2 separate regions of the Rattus norvegicus genome follow, and region 2 is linked to region 1. A link is a contact called in public Hi-C data. All regions are on one chromosome and are shown on one strand. Each heading gives the region's core, a stretch centred on a gene start, on an enhancer-like site or on the middle of the called end of the contact. The rest is flanking DNA. Distances are from core to core; before and after follow the strand shown. Region 1 holds the start of Foxc2 (forkhead box C2). Region 2 overlaps LOC120098552 (a long non-coding RNA gene).

Evidence for each region. A called contact is a pair of places that touch in the nucleus more often than the background predicts.
Region 2: a Hi-C map of Schwann cells shows a contact between it and region 1, with 4 times the contacts expected there. The contact joins the enhancer-like site here to the promoter of Foxc2 in region 1. A contact is called at or near these places in 2 of 12 Hi-C or Micro-C datasets (Schwann cells and liver).

The regions. Positions count from the first base shown.
Region 1 is chr19:66,091,347-66,097,783 of GRCr8, forward strand. Foxc2 (forkhead box C2) reads left to right here and starts at 3,372. Exons shown (of 1, transcript NM_001101680.1): 1 at 3,372-6,074. The coding sequence starts at 3,787. The coding sequence ends at 5,271.
Region 2 is chr19:66,305,424-66,312,461 of GRCr8, forward strand. LOC120098552 (a long non-coding RNA gene) reads left to right here. Exons shown (of 3, transcript XR_005496866.2): 3 at 1-4,055. Among named protein-coding and RNA genes, the nearest start is that of Foxl1, 200 kb to the left of the region's middle. Within about 2 kb of position 1,773, at least 12 of the 93 cell types and tissues checked have an H3K27ac peak or open chromatin away from gene starts, as enhancers often do. A contact at or near this core is called in Schwann cells and liver, where this site is marked.

The sequences.
Region 1 (6,437 bases), core at 2,122-4,621:
TCTCAGCCTGGACACATGGCAAAGCTTCAGTGAAAGAGACTCCTGCCAGTGGAGGCGCACTCCTGGACCCCAGATTAGGTATAAACCACGCCCCCCAAACACCTGTTTTCGCAAAGAAATCCTTTACTGGGTGGAGAAGAAAGGCTAAAGTGGCTGCTTTCTGACTCAGGCAAAGAAACAGCAGTCAATGACCTTGCGGGTATAACTTTAAAGAAGAGGAAAAAATGGAGTCCTGTGTTAGAACTGGCTAGGATGTTTTGACTGGGCATGTTAATTAGGTGAACGAACAGGGACTTCTGATGGCACGACTTCAGTACTTTGCTGTCTGGACCTTGGTAATCAGACTCGGGAGGAGGAAGTGGCCATAGAAAGAAATAGGCCTTCAGGGCTAGCTTTAGGAATGTAGTTTAACGGTTTTTAGCCAGGCAGAGGGAATGAGAGAGAAGGGTAAGGCTTACCAGAGCCATGTTTGCCACGCTCGAGCTGGCCAGAGTCCCATCATTCGGAAAATGACTTTTTGTAAGCCAAGTTCCAGGCACCTTCTTCCTGGGTTTCTCAGGCTTTATTCTTGCAGTGCAAAGCGTCGTCGTGTCCACAAGGTGTCAGCAACTTCATTAGAACCAAACCTGTCTGTCTTCCCTCGCTCCTCCTCTACCCCTTTCTGTTGTAGTTCCACAACCTGCCTCAAGATGGCACCACCACCCACGGAGTATTCGCCAAGCGCCTCCAGGTGATGAAGCCGAGACGCCTGCGGAGGAAGAAGGGCCGGCGGGAAGCGGGGGAGGTACCTCCCTGCCCTTTTCATCGCTTATTATTTGGCAAACACACAGGGCCCTCTGGGGTCTGATTTGCCTTCGACTCGTTGACAACAAGACAAGAAAGAGAAGGAACAGGCAATAAGCAAGAATGTAGCAAGTCTTAGAGAGCTGAGGCCTCTGCAGGCTGCAGGAGCCAGGACCTGGTTCCTGCCAAGTCCAGGTGTGTGTGTGTGCAAAGTGTTGTTTTAGAAAGCGGAACAAACATCTCTCTCAGTGCTCCACAGAAGCGAGAAGCCCAGGTCCAGAGCAAAGGGATAGCCCTACAACTTCTCTGTGCCTCTCCGGGAGCCCCCACCCTTTCTTTCGGAGAGGGGGTGTGGGTTGATACATCTGAGAATTAAACCAATGTTCTTTTAAGAAGACACTGGGTTTCAATTTGGGTATACGCAGGCATAAAGTGGCCTTCGGTAATTTAGATTTCATAGTCTGAGGCGTTCAGTTTCTGCCTCTTGCTTTGATAAGGCTGTTTAACATGGACGGACACACACACACACACACACACACACACACACACACACCTCATAAAAGCAGAGTAAATTGTGCCCCTGCAGGAAGGCCATGGAGGCCGGGGAGGGGAGTGTTTCTCGATCAATGAGTGGAATTTTCAGCAACATCGCAAGAAAAACTCAACACTACCTGTCACGCGTTTCATGAGGGGCAAGACATTTTCTGTCACAGTCACTTTTTTTGAAAGTGAACACAAATACACTAGGGGCATCGGTACAATAACTCTTAGTGGAACCATGAGAGTAGAGAAGGTTTAACCCCCTACCCAGATCTGCTCCCACTCCCAACCTGCGCCCGGGAACCCTAATTTTGAATTTAAAGGGGAGAGGAGGAATTAGCCAAAAAAAGAATCCAGAACAGCAGCCACAAAAATGTGTTTCCCAAGATACTCCATCCAGGTCAGGGGCCCCAGTTCTGCCCTTTCCTTTAAATTCTGGTCATCGAGTCAAAGATAATACGCATAAATACTTATTTTGCTGTTCCGATGTTAAGCCGTGTAATGTCACTAAAGTCTCCTCACCCACCGTGTCAAAGCTGAAAAGGAGTTCTACTCTCTCACAGCCTTTAGTGGAAAATCTAACGGCGGTGGGGATGGGGGGTGGGGGTCGGAGAAGAAGAGAGGCTGAAACACATGTTTTATCTGTCGCCTTCTTCCCTGCCCAACCGGACCAACGACTTCCAGAAGGTTCTACAAGGCATAGAGCCTTTCCGTAGGGACCTCTCAGTGCTTCTGAGGAAGCGGACGAGCAGGGATCCGATGAAGACTGGAGGTGTTGAAGGAATAAATAACCAGTCCACAAATAAACAAACTGTCCCGGGGATTCCTAGAGGGAAGGAGCAAGCTTGAAGGTCGGGGGAACTCGGTGTCGCTGTGCGGCAAGGCTGCCAACGAAAAAATCCTTCAGCTACCAGGCCCTCTAAGGAGCTCTTGATCCTCAACTCACCTAATCAAAACTCAGTCAAACAAACAGCCTGAACTATGGTCAATTTACGGGATCCCAAAGATGCTGGCCGCAGAGTGGGATCCTCGTTGGGCCCAGCACTGGCTAAGGAAGCGGGTCGGAAGCCACGCAGTGCCGCACTCCTTTGCGTCTCCAGCGGCGAAGCCGGGGTGGAAGGCAGGCCTGGGGCTCCCAACACCGAACGGGAACACCAGCTCCTGGGGGCTGGCTGCCTTTAGGCAGCGCTTTCATAGGTACGGAGAAGAGAGAGCAGCCGGAACGGGTGGCATGGGTGGGGAGAGGAGACCAGGAAAGCAATTGTTAGGTTCACTCGCTTCCCCGAGCCCCAGGTAATGGACTGGAGACGCAGATCGATCACCTAAGCCTCAGTGAAGAGCGAGGACCAATTGCTCCTTAGCTGTTATCTTGCTGGCTTGGCTTTCCCACCAAACCTTCCTTCCCAGCCCGACCCCCTCGTGAAGGCGAGTGCAACCGAATTCTACAACCCGGCCTCCTTTGTGGGCTCATCCTCAACACTCCGACCTGGAAACGTCCTTAGGATTATTCACCACTGCGATCAACAGGCCCCACACACTCAGTCCATTTGCTCTGAACCCATTACAACTAGGCCTCGATAATTAATAAGTCTAATTATTCGCCTTTTCACCCAATAATTAAAGAAAAAATCTCCAGGCTCTTTCTTACTTACAAGGTCTTGGGGGCAGATCTTCGCCCAACTTCCATCAATTCAATTTTGTATTTCAAACTAATCATCTTTTTGTTTTGCAAAGGAACGGGTTTTTATTTTTTGCTCTGGGCACGTGGTCTCGTTAAACAAAATGTGATAATAAAATAAAATTTAATAAGATGTAACTCATTTTTAAAAGTCCTCAGGTTAACTTGAGCTGGGGTTGGGGGGGGCAAGCTGGCTAAGAGCAGCTGGGTCTTAGAGCCGACGGATTCAGGCGCTCCTCGTTCTGATTGGTGCCATCCTTCCTAGAGCTGCCAGATGATTGGTGCAAACTTCCTGGAGGGGGCGCGGCCTGAAGAAAGTAAAAACTCGCTTTGAGCCAGAAGACTTTTGAAACTTTTCCCAATCCCTAAAAGGGACTTCGCTTCTTTTTCCGGGCTCGGCCGCGCAGCCTCTCCGGATCCCAGCTCGCGGACACTGTGGGCTGCCGTTCTCCTGGCGGAGCCCCGAGAGCCGCTGTCTCCTTTTCTAGCACTCCGAAGGGCTGGTCTAGCTCCACGGTCGCGCGTGGCGTCTGTGCCGCCAGCTCAGGGCTTCCATCCGCCGGTCCGAGAGCGCGCGGCCAGCCGGGCCGCCCGGGGTGCGCCCTCCAGGATGCTGATCCGCCCGGTCGGCTGAACCCGAGCGCCAGCGCGCGTGGCCCGCGAGGCTGCCCCGAGCCAGGGCTGCCCGCATCGCTCCGTCCCTTCCTGCTCTCTTGCTCCGGGCCTCGCTCCCCGCGGGCCGCAGTCGGTGCGCGCAGGCGGCGGCCGGGCGTCTGGGACGCAGCATGCAGGCGCGCTACTCGGTGTCGGACCCCAACGCCCTGGGAGTGGTACCCTACTTGAGCGAGCAAAACTACTACCGGGCGGCGGGCAGCTACGGCGGCATGGCCAGCCCCATGGGCGTCTACTCCGGCCACCCGGAGCAGTACGGCGCCGGCATGGGCCGCTCTTACGCGCCCTACCACCACCAGCCCGCGGCGCCCAAGGACCTGGTGAAGCCGCCCTACAGCTACATAGCGCTCATCACCATGGCGATCCAGAACGCGCCGGAGAAGAAGATCACCCTGAACGGCATCTACCAGTTCATCATGGACCGTTTTCCCTTCTACCGCGAGAACAAGCAGGGCTGGCAGAACAGCATCCGCCACAACCTGTCGCTCAACGAGTGCTTCGTGAAGGTGCCGCGCGATGACAAGAAGCCAGGCAAAGGTAGCTACTGGACGCTCGACCCGGACTCCTACAATATGTTCGAGAACGGCAGCTTCCTGCGGCGGCGGCGGCGCTTCAAGAAGAAGGACGTGCCCAAGGATAAGGAGGAGCGGGCCCACCTCAAGGAGCCGCCCCCTGCCTCGGCCAAAGGCGCCCCGACAGGGACCCCGGTAGCTGACGGGCCCAAGGAGGCCGAGAAGAAAGTGGTGGTCAAGAGCGAGGCGGCGTCACCCGCGCTGCCGGTCATCACCAAGGTGGAGACGCTGAGTCCCGAGGGCGCGCTGCAAGCCAGTCCCCGCAGCTCAGCCTCCACGCCTGCCGGCTCCCCAGACGGCTCGCTGCCGGAGCACCACGCCGCCGCGCCCAACGGGCTGCCCGGCTTCAGCGTGGAGACCATCATGACGCTGCGCACGTCGCCTCCGGGCGGCGATCTGAGCCCAGCGGCCGCGCGCGCCGGCCTGGTGGTGCCACCGCTGGCGCTGCCATACGCCGCAGCTCCACCAGCCGCTTACGCACAGCCGTGCGCGCAGGGCCTGGAGGCTGCGGGCTCCGCGGGCTACCAGTGCAGCATGCGGGCTATGAGTCTGTACACCGGGGCCGAGCGGCCTGCGCACGTGTGCGTTCCGCCCGCGCTGGACGAGGCTCTGTCGGACCACCCGAGCGGCCCCGGCTCCCCGCTCGGCGCCCTCAACCTCGCAGCGGGTCAGGAGGGTGCGTTGGGGGCCTCGGGCCACCACCACCAGCATCACAGTCACCTCCACCCGCAGGCGCCGCCGCCCGCCCCGCAGCCCCCTCCCGCGCCGCAGCCCGCCACCCAGGCCACCTCCTGGTATCTGAACCACGGCGGGGACCTGAGCCACCTCCCCGGCCACACGTTCGCGACCCAACAGCAAACTTTCCCCAATGTCCGGGAGATGTTCAACTCGCACCGGCTAGGACTGGACAACTCGACCCTCGGGGAGTCCCAGGTGAGCAATGCGAGCTGTCAGCTGCCCTACCGAGCTACGCCGTCCCTCTACCGCCATGCAGCCCCCTACTCCTACGACTGCACCAAATATTAAGGCGTCCAGTCCGCTCCAGCCCCAGGCCCGCACCGGCTTCACCTCCCCATGGGACCTTCTTCGACAGAGCCGCAAAAAGCGACCGAACGCGCCCCTCTCTCAGACCCGGGAGCAGAGAGCTCCGTGCATCTCGCAGGTAACTTCTCCGCAGCTCAGTTTGAGATCCCAGAGAGTCCCTCTAACCGGGATGCAGCACAGCAAAACGAAATACCGATTTATTTTTTTTTTTAATTCCCGTTCCCTGCCCGGATGCTGCGCCTGCTCCCCTTGGGGTTTTAATAGATTGGTTTATGGACCAAACCCCACAGGGACCCCCTAATGACTTCTGTGGAGACTCTCCCCGGGCTCAAGAGGTCTCTCCGGATAAGGTGCCTTCTGTAAACGAGTGCGGATTTGTAACCAGGCGAGTTCGTTGTTACCCAGAGCCTTTAATATAATATTTAAAGTTGTGTCCACTGGATAAGGTTTCATCTTGCCCAACTGTTACTGCCAAATTGAATTCAAGAAACCTGTGTGGGTCTTTTCTCCCCACAGTACCATAATAAAATAGGTTTTTCCCCCACAAATGAAGGTCTTTTACAAAACAAGAAAATAATTTATTTATTTTTTTGTTGTTGTTGGATAACGAAATTAAGTATTGGATACTTTTTATTTAGGAAGCGCATGGCTTTGTACAGTAGACGCCATCTGGAGTATTCCTAAAACACACAAAGAGACTTTAAAATTTCAACTTCATCTGTGTTTGTCTTCTGTGATCTCAGTGTTGTATTTACCTTAAAATAAACCCACGTTGTTCTTCTGCCCAAAGTTCCGATGGTGTCTTTGTGTCCTTGAATTTTCAAAAGGAAGTTGTAGTAAACCCAGTTGTGATTATTTTTACGGCGCAGGTGGCCTGGTACTTGAATTCGTATACAGATCACAGGACAATGGAACGAGCTCTCATTTAGTAATAGAAAGGGTTCTTGGTTTGTTGAAATATCCCATCCTGGAATTTTTTTTTCCTTTTTGCTCAAGGCAATCTGAGAAACTGTTCTCCCTCCACACATGGACAGGGTTGCCTGAGGGTAACAAGCTGGCCTGTTAACAAAGTGTTTTGGTGTGTGTGTGGGGGGGGATGCAGAAAACTGTTACCAATTGTCAAAACAAAATGGTGTCACTCTGTCTCT
Region 2 (7,038 bases), core at 523-3,022, 210 kb after region 1:
CAACAGGTCTGCACGGGGGCTAGAGGGGTATTTAAAATTGGGTGTGTACTTTCACACATGGGAGCAAGTATGTGTGCATGTGTACATGTGCATGTATGTCTATGTATGTTGCATGTGTGTGCTTGTCTGTGTGTTCGTGTGTATGAGTGTGTGCTTGTGTGTGCATGTATATGCATGTCAGTGTACTTGTGTGTGCACATATGTGTACAAGCATGTGTTTTTGTATACATACATATGTGTACATGGTAGTGTGTTTGTGTGTGCATATGTGTGTGCTTATGTGTGTGCTTGTGTGTGCATGCATATGTATGCATGTCAGTGTGCTCTGGTGTGTGCTTGTGTGTGCATGCATATTTGTACATGTCAGTGTGCTTGTGTCTGTACTTATGCTTGCATATGTGTGTGCTTGTGTGTATGTTCATGTCAGCATGTTTATGTATGGTGTGTGTACTTGTGTGTGCATGCATATGTATGCATGTCAGTGTGCTTTGGTGTGCACATGCATGTGTGTGTGCTTGCCTGTGTGTGCATATGTGTACAAGTGTGTGCATGTATGTGCGCTTATGTGTGCATGTGTATGCTTATATGTGTGTGCATGTCAGTGTGCTTGTGTGTGCTCATGTGTGCATGTGTGTGCATGCTTATGTGTGCATGTCAGTGTGTTTGTGTGTGTCAGTGTGGCTGTGGATGTTGAGGTGTGTGCTACTCCAAGGGCATATCATCCACTTTTTTTGTGTGTGTGACAGGGCCTCTCATTAGCCTGGAACTCAGTCCAGGGAGCCCCAGGCACAGCACTTCTCTCTTGAGCCATCTCCCCAATAGTTACAGGATTCCATCTATGACAAAATGCTATGTGTGCAGCTCCAGACATGGACTCGTCTTGACTTTTGTCATTGCTGGCTGAGAAGGTGTGACTCTCTGAACACCTTCTTCCTTCCTATGGGGACCTCCCCCACCAGATCATGGTCCCCAGGACACACCATCAGGTGTCAGAGTCTGAAAGTAGAGACACAGGCTTGTCTTCTCCTGTGGTCTCCACCTGAGTCCTCAGCTGCTGGGTTGCACACAGCCCCTGCATGCTGTGGGCTTCTACCTGGAGGCAGGAGGCTTTGGCCTCTTCTCCCACTCTGGCTCTGAGATTCAGGATCAGCCGGTGTGCCCACAGGTCCATGGGACTAGCTATTCTTTCCAGAGACAAAAACGTTGTACAGAGTCCCACAAGCCTGAGGCTGTCACAGATAAGGCTTGCTCCCTCTGGCTTTTTCCTGCAGGACTTGTGGAAATAACTGGGTCTGTTTGACATCAACTGGGTCCTCCCAACCCCCACCCATGGCCTTCCAGTGACCTTTGGCTATGGGAGGGAGGAAAACGTCACTTTTCCCTAACCCACTGAAATGACAGTGACAGAGGCCAGTATGACCTTCCCAGAAAGGCCTCTGGGACTTAGGAAAGGATCTGTACCCAGCCGAGGCCAAGAGTCCCCAGCAGCCGCTCCTCAGATAATGGTGAGGCCTCCTCCAGAGGGGCTTCTCCCAGGACTGGGGCAGTGGGCAAGCAGGAAGGCAGGGCGCGGCCCACAGGACACACGGAAGAGGAGGAAATGACCAGCCGAGTCTAGACTCGTTATCTCAGCCCTCGGGCACTGGCCCACACTTGTCCATCGGCCCGGAATGGACTTCCTGCCTCAGATTTACGCCAGTGACTTCACCCTCTTGCTATCTCGACAGCCCACTGCCCGCTCAGCTCTCAGGAATTAGGGGCCTGATAACAAGTCTAGACAGCTTCGAGGTTGGAGATGGATCGCTCTCCAGGGCAGGGGGATAGCCAGCAGCGGGCTCTAGGGATGTGAAGGCCAAAGTGCTGGCCAGCACTCAGCACAACGCTAGTGGGAGTCTGGGGCTCTTGTTTCCTCCCCGGCCTCACCACCCTGGGGGTGGCGGGACGAGGCATAAGGCTCAGTTCAGTGAGTGGGACACTCCATCTCTTTCCCACATGGTAAGGCGACACCCCGATACCTAGACAAGAAGAGGCCACCGTCTGAAGATGGGGGGAGTGCCCAGACGACTATAATCCAGTCAGGGGACAGGACTTAGGATAAATATACACAGCCACCTCACCAAAGCCCTGCTACCACAATACCGAGTGTCACTGGAGACCTCTTCATTGGTGTCCTGCCTAGGGACCTGAGGACACATTGGCACCCACTTACCAACCAGCCCTGGGCTCTCATCCAGCCTGAGTGAGATGCCAGCCTCTCTGCCCCTTCCATCCCGGCTACATAATGAATTGTGTCCCCCAACTCACATGCTGTCCAACCTGCTGTGACATCCTTTGGAATTGGGGTCCTTGGGAAAAGAAGCTGTTAAGCAGGAGTCCTGCTGGAGCAGGAAGCCACCTATCAAGACAGCAGGACCCCGTGAGAAGCTCTACTTACAGAAGGACCCATAGGTGTCCCCAGTGGTTCAGCCAGGATAGAGGCAGTGCAGGGTGTAGACCAGTGTCCCATGCTGTAAGGCGGAAAGCTGTAGAGGGCACTGCACATCCTCTGAGAACCACAGAGGCAATACGCGGCCTCACAGGGCTACCCACCAAGGCCATCTCATCAACAGGCCGTACACTGGTTTGTTTTCTCAGTCGCTTTTCCACCTATACCTCCACTTGAAACCCCTGAGTCACCCCCAATCCAGCCACCTGTACACAAACACTGTCTTTATCTGTGGCAGGGAGGAGGCGTCCAAACTAGACAGTATTGGGAAGAAGACGGAAGGTGCAGTGGCTACCCTGACTGAGACCTCCACACTAAGATCTCAGCTTCCTTTGAGCAATAACAGGTGCCAAGTCAAAACTAGCCCCAAAGGCAAGCCACTCCTCCACCTGTGTACACGCACAAGTGAGATCAGAGTGTGGCTATGAGGCAAGGGCAGTGTGAATGAGGCATGGCTCGGTGTGATTGACACTCAGGGTGTGAGAGGCGTGGGTGTGAACGGGAGGCGTGAATGTGTGAGTGACAAGGAGGGGGTGTGTTTTTGTGAGAACATTCCTGGACGGAAACCAGAAGCACTAGATTAAGCAGAAATTCAAAGTTTTTCTTCCACGGTTTTGAAACAGTAACAAAATGCTTGAGACCAGCCGCTTACAAAGAAAAAAGGTTATTTTGTCTCCAGTCAGTGACCAGCTTCCACTGGTGGAGCTAAGCCTCTAACCTCACAAAGAAGCCCAACAAAATAAAGGCAAGAACTGGAGTACTGGGGTTCCACTGACCCTCGTGGGCATGTCCCCAGTGACCCAGAGACCTCCTCTTGGTTCCAAGTGTCACCTCTAAGGCGGGAAAGATGATAGAAGCAGAAAATCAAGGTGGCCTTGGCTAAACATCTGTGATTTAAATAGACAAGGTTGAACATGGTATAGTTAGTGTCCACCATTATGGGTTATGAGGAAAACGCAAATTATTAATACCACATCACCTCATATTGGCTCCCGTGAGGGACACCAACCTGACATGATTGAGTGGGGAGACAGGGCCTCATTGCTGGAGCATCTTTTGATGCTACCTCTTGGAAGAATGGCTTGGGGCATCTTAGCAACATGTGCCCAGGGTCCTACTCGATGGTACCCATCCCTGCCCACACCCCACAGAGACCACAGGGACACAGCTAGGCTGATCAGGGCAAACCTTGGAAGGTGTCTACGGCTGCATTTTGAATGACTGAACTTGTACGAGGTCCTGGGAGGCAGATCAGATCTGTAGACTTGGGGCAGCCCCACGGCAGAGGAGAAAGACAGAGGAGTGCACTGCACTATATTTCTACAGAAAGCAGGGTGGCTCTCTCTGCAGGGTGAGCTCAGAGGCCTCCTGAGGGAACCATCCTATAGTTAAAGACCCGGGGGTGGAGTGGGGCTTCAAGGGTCCTGGGCCCTGGGGGTGACAAGGTGGTCAATGTTTTTTCTCCCTTTGCAACTGGGTTCTGGTGACCTTGGCATGCACTATGGTGTTCTCCCAAATGTGTCATTTTTGAGGCATTTCTTATATGTTAATAAAACATTTATGTATAAAAATAAGAGTTCTGTCTGGGTGTGGTGGCACACACTTTTAATTTCAGCACTCCGGAGGCAGAGGCAGAAGAGGCAGGAGGATCACTGTGAGTGTCTGGCCAGCCAGTGCTATGTAGAAAGGCCATGTCTCAAAAGCAACACAGACTTAAAAGAAAAAAAAAGAGTTTAAAACTCTTGATGGCGGGCAAGTTTGTCTGGATGCTTGCTGTGTTTTATAAAGAAAAGACTCAGTACGAAGACGCTTGTCCCTCAGAGACACACATTCGAGGCACAGAATGCAAAGGGACTGTGTTGGGCACTCCCTACGGTCAGCTTAGGGAGCCCTTCCTACCTCAACTTTTCAATAGCTTACATTGAAGTCCCACAGACTGGGATGGGGCAAGGGACAGCCCTGTCACAGAGCTGGGCGTGCAGAATCTGGGTGCAGAGCTCTTATCCCTGGCTGGGGGATGGGGATGCTCTGTCTGGGAAAGAGGAAGTTAGAAGGAAGTGACTCCCAACTCCAATGTGTGGGGAAGGGCAGGGAGAGGTCACAGGTCAGAGAGTGAGTTTGACCAAGAAACTCGGGTCACCGCGTACAAGGACTCCGGAAAGTTCTGGTGGGCGTCACAGGCTGATTCGTGTCACCAGGCTATCAGTCTGTGTCTAAAGTGAGGAAATGAAAGGCCTGAGGGACACCTTGAAACAGAGATGGGAAGGGACAGCCCCCCAGCCCCATGAGGGTCACCGCATCTGTACCAAGGCCACCCATTCCGCTCCAGGACACGGGGCAAGACACCAGGGGGCATGTCTGGTCAGATTCACTCACATTTTCAAGACAAGAGCCAGTAAGAGAGGCAGAGGCCACCAGTCCTACTCTGCCCCAGCTCTCCAGCTCTAGACAGAATCCCCGAAACCTCTCCACTCACACCAAGGATCAAAAGTCAGGATCTGAAGTCAGGGCAAGCAATTGTACCACACTAAACTCTTGGGAGTCACGCTGAGCCAGACTTCTGCTTGGGCCTCCCTCCACACCCTCTTACAAGAAGTTTTCAGGGTATGCCATCCACGGGCTGATCAACTCCCCTTTCTAAGTCCAGATCAAGGGTTTTCATCTTTCGATAGTCTGGCCACCCTCATGCAGTTCAAAACCACTCCAATCCCTGCTGGATTCCATCTCCAAAGGAAACCCAGCCTCCTCCAGTTCTCAATCCACCTCTGACATCTAGACTTGTCTGCTCTGGATGTTCTATGTAAACCCAGGGTCCTCTGGGTGTGGTCTCTCTTGCCGGACACACATTTAGGGTTCATCCATGGGGCAGCAGGAATTGGGGTTTGTTCCTTTTAATGGCTAAATAATATTCCTCAGCAAGGACCCATCCCACCCCATCTGTTTATTACCGCCTGTGGAAGGGCATCTGGGCTTTCCCACTATGTGCTGGTGAGATATTCTAATGCTTGGACGTGTGTGTGCTTTTCTCTTGTGCATTTGGCCTCAGCTGTGCACAGTGTGCGGTCCTCAGTGAAAGTCACCAGACCACACTGCAGCAGACCGGGAAATGGCCTATGTTCACATACGGTCCCCAGTGTGTCCACTCTCAAGGACCTTTAGACGAAGACACTTGGCCATGTCAGAAGCTTCAACTGTTTGATGACCCTGTCCCCTCTGTCAGTCTTAGAGGAGCAGAGTCAGTCTGTGGAACCTCGCTGTGCTCTTGAGAGGAGCCCACGATGGGACTGGACACCCACGTCCCCAAATTTAGGGCATCTCTTACAGCCTACCTACAAGAAGCTTCTAGCAGTGAGGTGTGGGTGGAGGACTCATGTCTGAGAGGGATAGGTACAGGTGCCTTCATGCTTGGAACAGACTCTGGATGCTCATGCATTGTGAATGACCCAACTTTGTTGTGAGATAAACACTGGCCTTCCCTGACTGAATTTGCCCCTCTAGACAGTGGGCTGATGGTTTCCCATCACATGCATAGTTCTCAAGGCCAGCAGCCCTGGTACCAGCATCTAGGTGTCAGGAGGGATGCAGGGCTAAGAGGTCCCAGCACGTATGGAGACCTGGGCATGGTGTGAACCTGGTGTCATTTGCTGCACACAGAGGATGGATGATGGGGTTCAGCTGGAGCAGTGGAATGGACATGGCATCCCCTGATTTAGAGACACTCTGCTGACTTTCTGGAACAGTCCATGGCTTCTCAGGTCTAAAGAGCTGATGAGTCTTAAGTGGGCACAGCCTCTGGGCATCGACCACACTCCTAGGAAAGGCCTGGAGTGCGGCAGAGCAAAGGGTGCGGGCTGCAGGTCAGGCTTTCTTGTGTATATATGTGTGTATGCGTATGCATGTGCATGCATGAGTATGCATGTGTGAGTGAGCATGTGTGTGTGTTATGTGTATGTATGTGTGTTTATGTGTATGTGTGTGTTTATGTATGTGTATGTATATAGGTGTGTGTGAGCATGTGTGTGTGTTATGTGTATGTATGTGTGTTTATGTGTATGTGTGTGTTTATGTATGTGTATGTATATATGCGTGTGTGTGTGTGTGTGTGTGTGTGTGTGTGTGTGTGTGTGATGTGTATGTGGGTTGGTTTGAGCTACACTAGTAAACTGGTTTGCTGGGAACTAGAGAGAGAACATGTTGGAACAAGAACCTCTGATATTTCCACATAGAAGTCCAAGCTTCCAGGGATATCAGTAGCAGACGGGAGCTAATCAATGAATGTATGAGGGGCGGGGCTCTGGGGCTCTGGGGCTCTGGATGGGGGAGGCCGCAGGGCGTCTTTCCTCTTCTGGTGGCTCCTGTACGCTCAGGTGAGAGTTGTTCCCTGGGTCATAAGCATCTGGCCAAGTCCTCTCCCAGGATGCCCTGGAAGCAGAAAACAGGCCGAATTCACCTTCTCATCCCCCCTTTACGACGTCCACACTGACCTTGGCTCTCCTTCCACAAAAGCACACAGAGGCATCACGGTGTCCCCATGCTCCCTCACCCAGATCCAC